Regions from separate parts of the Cyprinus carpio genome. Here regions 1, 3 and 4 are each linked to region 2. Evidence: chromatin contacts called from public Hi-C data. All regions are on one chromosome and are shown on one strand. The core of a region is the stretch at or near the end of the contact, and the rest is flanking DNA. Distances in the headings are between cores, read along the strand shown. Region 1 holds the start of LOC109060938 (ubiquitin conjugation factor E4 B). Region 2 overlaps LOC109048440 (peroxisomal membrane protein PEX14-like). Region 3 has its middle 11 kb from the start of LOC109048443. Region 4 holds the start of tardbpa (TAR DNA-binding protein 43).

Region 1 (3,279 bases), core at 148-2,647, 400 kb before region 2:
CTACAAGAAAAGGTGTACTGATGTAAACAAAGCTGTTTACACTTTAAACTCACCTCAGAGTCAGTGGAATATTAGGCAAGAAGAAGAACCAGGAGCGGCCACTTGTGCCTCAAAACCTGACTAATCAACTCCATTCAGTGAGAGGCTTGCGGACGGAGTCTGTCTAGGAGCGTGATTTATAGTGCCACTAGAGGGCGCCATGAGACCACGAATAAACAGAACTCAGGTCAGCAGCAGTTTATCCGCTGGTAACACTGTATGTTGTCCGTAGTTGTGCCAATATTGCCCAATCATGTTTACATGTAATACAAGAACCACATTCACAGACATTTACTAATATGCTTCTGTATTTCTGCACGCCAGAATCATTATTTCACCAGAATATGACTAATTAAAGACCATGCCTCTTTTTGAATGTTAAAAAAAATAACATTTTGTAACTGGTTGATTAAGTTTTATTTTTTGTTGGTTTTTTATAATCTGGTTCAGATTTACATTTTTTTAATGTATGTGACGCCTAAATATACACACTGTGTTCACTGAATTACTTGAATTCAACACTGTGTTCAATTACTTGAATGTCCCTTATTGTGCAATAAAATTTGAAACAAGTTATAATATACTTTGTGTGTTTATTTGCCAATATTGCGTTGCAATGTCTCTTATAAGGAATCAATATCAACAAAGCATTATCATCATCTATCTTTTTATTACAACGACAAGAAATACAAACAATCATTTAGCCAATATACAAAACAAATTACTAATATACTTTGAAAAAAAAAAAAGAGTATGTAAAGAGTAATGATAAAAGAGCCAGTCAAAAGATCTTATAAATACTTTGTGTTCTTATTGTCAACCCCTTGGTTTGTGGCTTCTTTATCCTGGGGATGATCAATCAGCAAATTAATCAGAAAGATAATACATTTTATTTAAAAAATACATTTAACAGATAAAGATATGGATTGAATAACAATTGCTATATATCACTTAAGTCCAAATTATGCAATATAGTATTTATTTATTTACGTGTGAATAGAATTGCTGTCATGATTAATCTCTTTTAAGCTATCTAATAACTATATAGAATATATGAGTAGCCATGCATTTAACCTAATAAGACTTGGGGATGGTTGCATAGGCTGCTTAGACTAGTCTTAAAAAGTTTGTAATCTAATTTATTTTCTTCAAGACTGGTCAAAACTTTTTTTTTAATTCAGTTACAAAAAGGTAGACTGGCCTAATTTGAATCAGAAAAGTAACAGTGATTATAGTCAAACTAGTTATTAAAGCACAGTCTCTTGACATAGTGAGTATGTTTATGCAACTGGCCCCTTGGTTCTGAAGAAAACAAGTCTCTTATGGTCGCCTCAGCAGTGAAATCAGTTTCCTGAACTGCCGCAGCCTGGAATGTGTCGATCTCGCGTCACGTGACTCCAGATCCAAAATGGCCGCGTCGGTGTTTTGACGAATAATACTTTTGTGTTTGTTTCATTCTTAATAGAAACCGATTATAACCCTACCATATCGGGGGAAAAAAGAATCAGCCACGCGCGTTTGATGTTTTAATATAAAGATTTAAATTAGACAATCACAGCTCATTGATATTTGTTTTATGGTTCAGACTATGCACTTTTGGTGTTTATAAGGAAGCTAGCTGACTGGCTAGCAACATAATTAAGCTGAAAATTAAAAGAAAGGCGATGGAGCAGCTCAGTCCTGAAGAGGTAAGGCGATTTCCACACAGTGTAATGTATTTCCAGTCGAAACGGCTTCTCTGATCGCATGACTGTTATGTTTTTGGGGGTTGTTAAATGCTTATTGGCTTGTCATTGTCGCCTTCTTTTTCAATCGCAGTAATGTTGGGATAAGCTAACAGGACACCGGCTAACCAACAGCTCAGTACATCCAGATTAAATTGATTTCGCATAGAAATAAGAGGCTAGGTTCTGAATCTCATTTTGAGCCACTTAAATGCCGATATAGAAGCGAAATTAGATGAGAATATGGAGGTTATTTCCAGTCAGCTCGTTAGCAAGTGATACGTTAGACAAACTGGATCTGCCTCAAGCCTCGATCATCTGCCTTTTTTATTTTTAAATTAAAATAACATCCTTATCGTGTCCAGTCGCTGGGGAGCGTGTAACCAGTTGACAAGTTAAAATTTCTTTTGTGAAGCTTTTCTTCACTAGGGATCCAAAATGGCTGAAAGACTGTCGTGTGAAGAAATAAAATCATTTTGGACCAGATGTTTGCTCAAGTTAACTTACAGTCGTGATAAAATGTGCAATTATCAAGGTTAGCTTTGCCAAGGGTATGCATTTGATTAAATAGCATCTGGTTTAGAAACTGAAATCATGCGCAACAAGCTTTTGTCAGGCGTCAGGTCAGTATATTGATCATGGGGTCAGCTGTTGAAGCTTAAAACCTTTGGTCCAGCGCGACAAAATTAAGTATTTTATGGTAATATTTATTGCAAGTGCATTTGATCCCATAAAGCTCTTGGTTTCAGGTTTTGGATAACGTTATTTGGCACTGGTTGTTGCTGTATGACACTGGTGTGCATTTACAGGCAGGGCTTTGTGTTTAGTTTTTCTGCTGTAAAATAAGACCAAACTCAGCCCAGCTCTGACCTGGAAAAACAGCCTAAACCAGCCTATGCAGGTTTGCTGGTCTCACAGTCTGGTCATTTCTGAGCTGGTCAGGCTGGGAGACCAGCAAGCCATCTTAAGCTGGGTCAAGCTTCTTTTTTCATCAGCTGCCTTATATTAATTTGAAATAATTATTATTTATTATTTATTAATTCAGACTGGGTTTGACCATTTTTTGCACATTTGATTCAGTCAGTCATGCGTTTTGCCTTTCCCTGACAGTATTTGCTGTGGAAGCTGAGGCCTGCTCCATCTCAAATGACTCCATCCACTGTATAGAGATTATTTGTCACTGCTGTTGAAGATAATGATGGCTTTAGGACTTTAAAAACATACTACTGTTTGTTTGCCTCAAAAGCATGTGTGAAATAATATATCGAAATTCCCTCTTTGTCTGCCCTTGTATTTGCCAAATAAGAGCAGTTGAGGTCATCAGACTGTAAACTGTTGCTCATTATTGATTAGCAGTTAGATTAAATTGTAATGAATCTGCCTTGTTTAGATCCGTAGAAGGCGACTGGCCCGGTTAGCTGGAGGGCAGACGTCACAGCCCAGCACCCCCCTCAGCACCCCTTTGACATCTCCACAGAGAGAGACTCCCCCAGGACCCTTGCCAGGGCCCTCCGGG
Region 2 (3,413 bases), core at 821-3,320:
TACCACCATCTACTGGCTTCAAAGGAGAGTTCAGCAACAACAGGGCTCGTCCTAATGAACCAGAGCTGTCAGGAACGGTTAGATGACAATAGAGCTCGCATTTAAAGAGATACTCAGACCACAAATAGGGTCACATGACTGAGAAGAGCAGTAAGTGTTTAATCCACCAATGAGATTAAACCTTCTACAAACCACAGAGGCACAGCAAACTCATCAAAAAAAAACAATAAAAAAAAAAAACAATTCAGGTTTCCAGTTTTAATTTAGTGCATCCAAACAAACTGGAACATTTTAATTATCATAGTCACTCAAATTGCATTGAAAAAAAAAAGTTGTTTTGTTTTTCTTTGCAAAATGGTTTGGAATGGGGTAGAAAATAAAAGCCTGGCAGAGTGATTTATGCTTGTTGACTCATATGGAGAATTGCTGTTACTCAACTGAAGCCACAGAATCTGAGAAATGCTTGTCTGTGAGAATAATCGTACATTTCTAAAGGTTCAGCTAGAATGTACAGGTTTTACTGCATAATTGCCCAAAGCATGTCTGCGGTACAATGGTGCCACCCAGCCCTGTTCTCAAACCTGCGTAATAATCAGTTTATCTTGCGTAAAAACCCTCTTGACCCTGCCCAAGCAACAATAACCATAAAAAACACCAAAACAATGGAATGAACAAGCAGGGATCTGATCACACGCAAAAGTTCAAACATGATTGATAGATCAGACTGGCTTTCAAAGGGAAGTTCCATATAGACACACCTTATAGTTCGCACCAAATTGAATAATGACAGAATTTCCTTCCTTGTGTCATTCAAAACATGTACGACTTTCTTTTGTTTATGGAACTCACAAGACAGAATGTTTTTGTCCATACAAAGAAAGTCAGTGGGGTCCAAAACAATACTGAACCTTAGTGACTCATGAGACATTTTTTTAAAATATGTTATTTTGTGTTACACAGGGTGAGGGGAAATGTCAGAATTTTAATTACATTTTAATTTAATCTCATTTTGAGTGAAATATCCTTTAAAAACAGTAAACAGTAGTGAACATGTGAGTTATTACAATCCAAAATAGCTTTGTTGCAATATCAGATGCAATATGTGCTCAACACGTGAGACTCTACATGAGTCTTTGCTGAGCCCAGAGGTGACCCGCAATGGCTTTATGGGGCACGAGGATCCAGACGTGTGTGTGTGTGTGTGTGAGTCCTGCTCCAGTGTCACAGCATGGCGTGTTGGAGCCCAGGGGCTGCGCTGGCAGGCCACTCACTGACAGACACACACCTGCTCTGACATTTCCTGCCGACCTTGACTGAGAAAAACACATGACAATAACTCTCCGCTGAGTCCCACGGGACTGTTGTCCTTCTCTCTTGCTCTCTCCCCAACTCCTTTAGAAAGGAACAGTTCACGCAAAAACTAAAATTCTGTCATTATTTCCTCCTCATGTTGCTCTAAACCTGTGACTTTCTTCTGTGGGATACAAAATACATCAGCGCTATACTGGAACCCAATTTAGCCTAATTCATGAAAATCATTCTTTGAACAGATTCATTCAGAAAGAGCAATTTATTCACATACTAGACATTGTTATGCCTATATAAAAGCAACTTCAATGGTTTGAAGTTTTTTTTAACAGCTTTGCATACAGCTTATTGTATCAGAATTCTGTTTTAAAAAACACACTACCATTCAAAAGTCTCAGAGATCATTTTTGAAAGAAGTCTCTTAAGCTCACTGAGGCTGCATTTATTTGTTCAAAAATACAAATAACATTATTGCCATTTAAAATAAGTTTTCTAATATAATATATTTGAGAATAGTAATTTATTCCTGTGATTGCAAAGCTGAATTTTCAGTAGACATTACTCCAGTCTTCAGTGTCACATGATCATTCAGAAATCATTGCAATATGCTTATTTGTTGCTCAAGAAAATGTCTTAATATTTTTTCTTAATACGTTTAAGAAACTTAAAACGTTTCCTTTCCCCAAACTCCTGTATGACCAGCTTCTCCACTGACTGCTGCTGATTAACCAGGCAGCCCACCCAAAATGGTGACATGTGCCGCACTTACTGCCTATTCTGGGTGTTTAGGCCTGTCTACCATTCTCTTGTTGTCACAACACTTAAAGCCCTCGGGCCGCTGGTCCAGGTGTTTGGCAGGGCTGCCAGCAGCTAGCAGATACATGCGGGTTCCTGTTTCTTGTTGCTCGTTTAACTTGTAAGAAGTGTTAATAATACAACGCTAATCTAAGATTGGGCTCCTATACAAAGAATAAAAACAGTGGTTTATATGGATACATGCGAGTCCTCAAACGGACTGTGAAGGTCTTTTTTGATTGTATAGCACACCTGACTCAGTCAGCACGGCGAAGAGTAATCATCAACAATACTGCACTTACTAGAGCCCAAAGGCAACTGCAATTTTATATAAACAAGTTCAAGCAATGCCTCTGCCCTTTTGAGACCTATAAAATGCATAGTTACAGGCCCTCGGAAGGGATTTACTCTGAGAGTAGCAGGTACAGATCTATAATACAGTCTCCAGCAGCCCCTAGTGCTCACAAAGGGGGCAGCAACAGGTGCCTGTACACCGTAATATCAAACAACAACTGCAAGTGCTCTTTTATTTTTTAGTACTCAATGCTATAATTTGCATTCAAGGCTTATTACCATTTTTCCACAACTTCCTTTATGCTTACAGAACTTTTATATGGCATAATGCAGCTCACTTGACTGATTCCTGATTGGCTTGTTAAAGCTGTAATCTCCCAGCGCCACACAGAGAGAAACAAGAAGCCTATTAGCATCTTCTCTACATTCTTTTTCATCAAACTGGTTAAATACTGACATGTATTAATTAATATCTATTACTCGTTTTTTCCCTTTGAGGGGGCAAGATGTTGGGCAATTAGTTGCACAAAATAATCAAAATAGTGTATTTGAATGAGCGCTGATAAATGTCCCACGCCGTCCCATCTCAGAGAGCGAAGGGCAATAGATTCTTGCTGTCACGTTCTATTAAACAGCTATTACAGTCTTGATAGAACTATTAGTCACTTCATTATTAATAACATTAATGTATTTACATTTTAGTGTACATGCCAGTTTCCAGCAATAATTTATGAAGTCGACTTCAAATATTTCATAATGTTCCTCCATCTGAGCCTTTTTGAGCTTATTATTGATTGTGAAAACAGACTGAATTTTTATGTTCTCTCTCAACCGACCTCACTCACTCTCTTAATGTATTGGCGAGGGGACCTCTGCATTAAGAGACTGAAACAAAGTGCATTTACAACTGAAGCATAACTTCATAATTTACATTCCAACATTTATTAGAGGTGACAAATGAGTGTTTGGTCCACTCGCGCTTTCCACAATACAGCACTTATTCAATCCGCTTAAAT
Region 3 (3,394 bases), core at 871-3,370, 260 kb before region 2:
CACCTTAAAGGAAGTCACCATTTTTTAAAGCCAAAACTATCCTGCATGCTGTCAGCAGAGAAATCCTTGCAATGCAATCGGGTTTGTGCCATCAATTTGCGAAGTATCACATCCCGTCGTTTGGAATATCTGTTTAATTGAGTGGTACCTGACACAGGTGAGTAATTTTATAACCAGATGTCCATAATAAAGTCAGGGTGTCTTCTACTTGTGCTCTCTTTGCGATACTATTGCAAGACAATTTTATTGGCAGAAATCAATACTTTTGCATGAGAACGCAAAGTTTCTTGGGGGAAAAAGCGATACCTTTGCAAGAAAAAGCAAATGTTTTTCAAAAAAAAACCAAAAAAAACTGAAAAGCTTATTTTTGTTTTTTTGCGATGGAATGTAAATGCATTGAAATATATATATTTTTCTTCCCAACTCATATTTTTTTTTTCCATCACATTCCCCCCTAAGGGGCTCCATAGATCCACAAAAATGTTGCATATTTTCCATTCAAAATTGTCAGTCTGCTCTTTCCTGTGAATGTGATAACATATTGTAAGTCAATTAGACACTAAACCACTAAAGTCGATCAAGCATGTTAAAAATGGTTGCACAGGTGCAATCAGATCAGCTCCGACCGAGCTTGATTACGCAGTTGGATGTATCAATATCAGGCATCTGTGCCTCTTTTTCTGTCTTATATGGGAAGGAAAAGGAAAACTTTGTGAATGCATGTCTGAAAGTATTTCCATCTGTCTTTCTTTGTTTCAGCATGGTTTGGGGTAACAGATCACAACAGAAAGAAGCAGATTTTTAGTCATTACTGGTTCTTCCTTTTAGCAAACACGTTACTTGAGGTTTAAAAAAGTCAGCAACTTTCACATTTCTAAATGAGAGGTTCATTTGACACTGTGTTGCCTCCTCTAACACCTGTCAGGCTATCTGTCACGGACTGGAGGTCTTCTCCACCATAAAATTACCCCTTATACTGCAAATCCACTCAGCATTTGCACAACTTTTCATACGTCAAATGATCCCACCCAAAGGTCCCATAGGACATAACTCAGAGCCTAAATTTAGGCAATATATTAGGAGAACCTTTAACTGGCCCCAACTGGCTTTACTTTTTTGTTTGCTGGGACATTTAACACTACTGGCAAAGAAACTGACAAATTAGCTACTCCTATTGAAGTATTTCTTCATAGTGAATTTGTCTCAGAAAGTTCTGACATTTACTGGCCGACTTTATTCAACAGACAGTTATAAGGCGTCCCTTGTATAACTCAGTACAGTCTTTTAAAAAGGTTAATAGTAATCCAATGTCTTAAATAAATTAAAACAAAGAGGTACTTCCAGTATTCTCTCCGTCATTCTCCTTTCAACGGGAGACTAAAAAGCCACACTTTCCCTCGCCAGTCCTGAGGAAACCCGATCGGATTGCTTGTTAATTTCATCATTTCAGAGTTTTATGGTTTTTCCAGTTGGTGCACTTTTCATAAACACACCCCCTCCGGCCTCCCCTGTGTATGTCAGCATTTTCTCTGTAGGAAGAATCTGGAGGGCTGAAAGTTTATAAATAAGCCTTCTATCAAGTTCCACAACAGGTGTGACCTCCCTGTGTCCTAAAACTGAACACTTTCAAGGGCTGATATCTGAAAAGAGGGGGTTGGGAGCAGAAGAGAGGGGATTTACTGCTATCTAAAATAGAGACCTTCATCAACCACTGACTATTACCTTCCAAAACGGTGCATGACTCCTGGCCTTAGTTTGTTTTACACAAATCACGCTTGTCCTTGTTTCTCCTTACTCACGTATCAGGCCTTTAGTCGGCCCATTAAAGTGGGGCACTGTAGAGTGCAGCAGCTGTAGTCATGATTAATAAACAGAATTTGCAGAGAAAAGCTCCAGGATCAATGAAGACCTTCTCTTGTAGCGAATACACTCTTACACTTAAACCACATGTTCCATGACGATATCCAAACCACCTCCCTACAAGCACCCATGTACTTTCTCCATCTATGAACTAGAAAAACTGATTCCCTTTTCTATTAACGGACTCATGGACTGTTCAATAGGAGTCTAATGCCCATGGCAGATGGACAGTAAGTGCTATGAGCAGCTCCTTTAAAGCTCACCACTGACCACATTGCCATGTTTGCATCATTTACAGAACAGACACATATTCTTTTGTGTGGTGTACGCTCAAAGCACATGATTTCTCTGCATTCTGATTATATTTTTCCATTTTAATCTGCAAGAAAACCTTCAGTATTTCCACTAGAGCGTTTTCTGCTGTTCAGTGGAGTATAGTACCTCATTTGTCATTGTATGAACAAAGTGGCAAAAGGTGGCTAACGGCAGCCCCTTCAAATGTTAAAGAGGTGTCCAAGGGCTGATCCCAAGTTCAGAGTGATTTTTATTTTTTGTACTTAACCTGAAGGGCACCTTCTTTCCCCTCGCAGCAGATCTCTTGCAGTCTGAGGGCAACAAACAGCTGAGGGAGAGAGGGAAGGTTTGTTGGATTATTTTACATTATTTTGATTAATTATTTAGATGCCTCCCATTCTGCCCGTAATGACTTGGTATGTTACGGTCAGAACCGAACTGTCATAACTTACCCTGAATGACTGGCATGAACTTGAGCAACTACACACCACATGATACATTTACACAACCTGCAAGCAATTCTAGGACACTCTGTCATGATGAAAGAGTTCTGCTGAAAAGTTTATATGTTATATACCCTTTGTAGAATATTCATATATCACATAAAAATATTTTATAATCTCTCTCTCTCTCTCTCTCTCTCTCTCTCTCTATATATATATATATATATATATATATATACAGTTGTGGACAAAATTTTACATACACTTTGCAGTATATAGGGATCATACAAAATACATGTCATTTTTTTTATTTAGTACTGACCTGAATAGGATATTTCTCATAAAAGATGTTTACATATAATCCACAACAGAAAAGAATAGTTGAATTTATAAAAATGACCCCATTCAAAAGTTTACATGCGCTTGATTCTTGATTCTTTTGTTTTGTAATAGTTGTTCATGAGTCCCTTGTTTGTCCTGAACAGTTAAACTGCCCACTGTTCTTCAGAAAAAAATCCTTCAGGTCCCATCTTTTGCATATTTGAACCCTTTTGAACAATGACTGTATAATTTTGAGATCCATCCTTTTTTTTCACACTGAGGACATTATTTATATATATAGTTTTTATACTTTTTTATGATCCCTCTTATTTAAACAAGTAATTTTCTTATTTATATATTCCAAAAATCTTGTCTGGCATATTTATAAAATTTAGTATGATTACTTTTTCTTTTATATATTTTAATAAGTACAGGTCAAAATAATTTTGCTGGTTCATTTTTACATAAGTATATTT
Region 4 (3,009 bases), core at 393-2,892, 290 kb before region 2:
ATCATATGCCGCTGGGACATGACTTTTATTTGTGTTTCGTAGTCTGTAAATCTTACAAAGCCAAATCCTTTGGAATTTCCAGTTTTTGCATCTCTTTTCACCTGCGGGAGCAGGACATGCATGATATTTAAGGGATGGTTCACCCAAAAATACTCATACTTTTCAAAATCTGTATGACTTTCCTTTCTTTGTCACCCCCCCCCAATGTCCAAAATTTTCTGTGTATTTAGCATTTCAATAAAAAATAAAACCAAACACAAGAGTACTTTGAAAACGTCTAAGGTCTAGGTAAGATTGGAATAATTTACAATTTCAGTCTGTTTTCCGACACAAAGCTATTGTACAGTTCTAAAAGACTTTTATAATATTGCAGAAAATGATTATTGCCTACTGCCATGATGCTTTTTTTGTCATTTTTGGAGCTTGACAGACTAAAAAGCCCTTGGCAGTCCCCATTCACTTAAATTGAATGAAAGGGAGCAACATAAACATTGTTCAAAGCAAATCCTTTATGCTTCACAGATGAAAACCCATCATATAAAGGTGAGTTATATAAGAGGGTCATCATATAAGAGGGTGAGTATTTGTTTGGGGTAAACTATTTAGTGTCCACACTAACCTGCACCATGATCACCTCTCCAAAAGTGCTGAAGTAATCTTTAAGGTCTTGCTCTGTTGTTTTCCATGGCAACCCAAGCACAATCAAATCTGATGTCTTCTGCACACCTCTCTTGATCTTCACAGCCGATGCAGCATCCATTTCATCCATCTTCCTCTTGTTATCTGTATGGTATTTTATTATTATAGTTACTTGATTTATTTTAAGACAATTAATTAGATTTCATTTACAAGCGCAATATGCATTAGTAGTGGGAAAACTGGGTGAATGAATGATATAAGACCATATTTTTTGTGCATCAACAAGCCCCATATTATTTGGTCACTACAATCAAATAAACCCAATACTACCAGATCTGATTTTACCTTTTGGATAGTTGACCACGTACACCAGATTGCCCCAGTCTGATTCGGGTGCATGAAGAACCCCCTCCACTAGTCGGACCCCTCTCATGCACTGAGACACGGGGCTACGGTATCTAAGGCCGCAGGCACCGGGAAACTGCGCGGAGACGGTGGAGAGCAGCACGGTGCCGTCTTCCTCGGACGGGATCTCCATCGGCTCCTCGTTCTCGTCCTCCGCGACGCGAATATAACACTCAGTCATGTTTACACCAAGAGCGCGAGCTGTGCTGACAGCTTCAAGATCAATAATTCAGCTATGAGACAACAAACAGGGCTGAAACAGAAACTAGGACACCGGAAAGACCTCAGAAGTAAACACAACCACAAATTGGCTGGCAACAAGTCTGATGTCTAATGTTTACGTGCGACTTTTGTCAAATAATGCGGGGCGCCATTAGCTAAGCTAAGCTACTTGCTAACCGCTCGCACGTTAGAAATGAATGACGCGTCGCGTCGCACCCTGTTCCCGCCAATTTTCACGGTGTACAAACACCTAGTCATCGACTGTACTTGTTTATCTACCTATTGTGATTACAACAAGCAACGTAAAGTAATAAAATAACAAAAACGTGTGGACTAATGCATCCAGTTGCCGTTTCGACCCCCTAAACTGATAAAATGGCCACCAGATGCGTCACTGAAGGAATGACATCATCAGTTTGGAGCGTCGCATCACAGCACATAGAGGGGTTTGTACCACTGATCTATAATATAGAACATATATAGATCAGTGGTTTGTACACGTAATATGTTTACTTTTTAAACGCATAACGTAGTTTGTGGTGTACTGTATCAGGTGGTGTGATTTTGTCGTGCCTGTTCATGATCTTGTTGGACTGGTGGGGTGGTTATTTCTATTTAAGGAGGTTGAAATGATGTCAAATATACAAGAATCCACTGTAGTGTTGAAAGCTTCTCCTCGTATCGCATCTTGCAGGTACGTTACATCAGATTTAGAACAGACAAAAGCACTGGAAAACAATACAAAGGCCTGTAATATTACCAGTCTGCACCTGAGTTGATTCAGTGAAATAATCGATCTATTTATGACAAAACTATTCAATAAATAAATAAAATAAAAATTGTAATAACTTGAATCACCTAAAAATATTGTGTACTTTAATAGCTTAAAACTTAAAAAATTGTGATCATTTTGTCTGTTTTTTAATACTGTAAAATTTTATTTTAGTTGAAAGGCTTTATCATACAATGTCTGGTTTCACTTTTGGAATCCGAAATGGTTTGACTGGCCATCTCATGGGTGTTGTTAGGACCTACAGTTTGTTTGTTTTTTATAGTTTTGTAATGGCCAAGAATGACACAGCCAAACATAATGTAGGCTAATCAATATATCATTCTACCTATAAACATGCAATTTTATATCCCAATCATAAATGAATGAAGGTTTACTATGCTGTAATCTTGCATAGTTCTTGAGTACAACTGTTAACTCGTGAAGTGGCCAGGGCATTTTTATTGGAAAAGGTAAAGCCTCATGTGAGTTACAATGAGTGAATGAAAGAAAGAGATTTTTATTCCCACGCAGGTGCAGGTTTCCCTCCTTCCACTGCTTTTTTCACAGTTACATACGTGTTGTATAATTTAATGATGAAGTGGGTCAGCCTTGCTCTCACACTCACTTGTAACCTAAAAGGCCAAACACAGCTGACTTGTTAGCATTATAAAAGCAGTTGTATCACATAATTACAAGAATCCACGTTACACTATATTATACACTATTTTTCATATTTTGCACTTTGATATAATTGATATGTCATTTATACTAATTGTAGGATAAGACTGACAGATTATTCTTTATTATTTGGTTAAGATCCAATTTATGTACTTTATAACAGAATTTTCTGTCTGTAAAACACATTTTATTGGATTGTAGTGCTGTTATTCCTTTCAGGAAATACTGTTATTCTGCTGGAATTCTAGAAATAGTTTTTAATAAAGACAGTGCACCATCAATTTTGATTAAAA

What was found. A called contact is a pair of places that touch in the nucleus more often than the background predicts.
Region 1: a Hi-C map of skeletal muscle shows a contact between it and region 2, with 4 times the contacts expected there. The contact joins the promoter of LOC109060938 here to the enhancer-like site in region 2. A contact is called at or near these places in 2 of 8 Hi-C or Micro-C datasets (liver and skeletal muscle).
Region 3: a Hi-C map of skeletal muscle shows a contact between it and region 2, with 4 times the contacts expected there. The contact joins two enhancer-like sites. A contact is called at or near these places in 2 of 8 Hi-C or Micro-C datasets (liver and skeletal muscle).
Region 4: a contact with region 2 is called in a Hi-C map of skeletal muscle, with 6 times the contacts expected there. The contact joins the promoter of tardbpa here to the enhancer-like site in region 2. A contact is called at or near these places in 3 of 8 Hi-C or Micro-C datasets (liver and skeletal muscle).

What each region holds. Positions count from the first base shown.
Region 1 is chrA23:15,184,977-15,188,255 of ASM1834038v1, reverse strand. LOC109060938 (ubiquitin conjugation factor E4 B) reads left to right here and starts at 1,397. Exons shown (of 32, transcript XM_042713353.1): 1 at 1,397-1,727; 2 at 3,154-3,279. The coding sequence starts at 1,704. It overlaps LOC109060954 (retinoid-binding protein 7-like), which reads left to right. Exons shown (of 4, transcript XM_019078099.2): 4 at 1-69.
Region 2 is chrA23:14,785,533-14,788,945 of ASM1834038v1, reverse strand. All of the region lies in intron 2 of LOC109048440 (peroxisomal membrane protein PEX14-like), which reads right to left. Among protein-coding and RNA genes, the nearest start is that of LOC109048440, 16 kb to the right of the region's middle. Within about 2 kb of position 2,070, at least 1 of the 8 cell types and tissues checked has an H3K27ac peak or open chromatin away from gene starts, as enhancers often do. A contact at or near this core is called in skeletal muscle, where this site is marked.
Region 3 is chrA23:15,044,942-15,048,335 of ASM1834038v1, reverse strand. No RefSeq gene overlaps it. Among protein-coding and RNA genes, the nearest start is that of LOC109048443, 11 kb to the right of the region's middle. Within about 2 kb of position 2,120, at least 1 of the 8 cell types and tissues checked has an H3K27ac peak or open chromatin away from gene starts, as enhancers often do. A contact at or near this core is called in skeletal muscle, where this site is marked.
Region 4 is chrA23:15,080,183-15,083,191 of ASM1834038v1, reverse strand. tardbpa (TAR DNA-binding protein 43) reads right to left here and starts at 1,642. Exons shown (of 7, transcript XR_006153326.1): 1 at 985-1,642; 2 at 620-783; 3 at 1-101. It overlaps LOC122135097, which reads left to right and starts at 1,579. Exons shown (of 6, transcript XR_006153328.1): 1 at 1,579-1,712.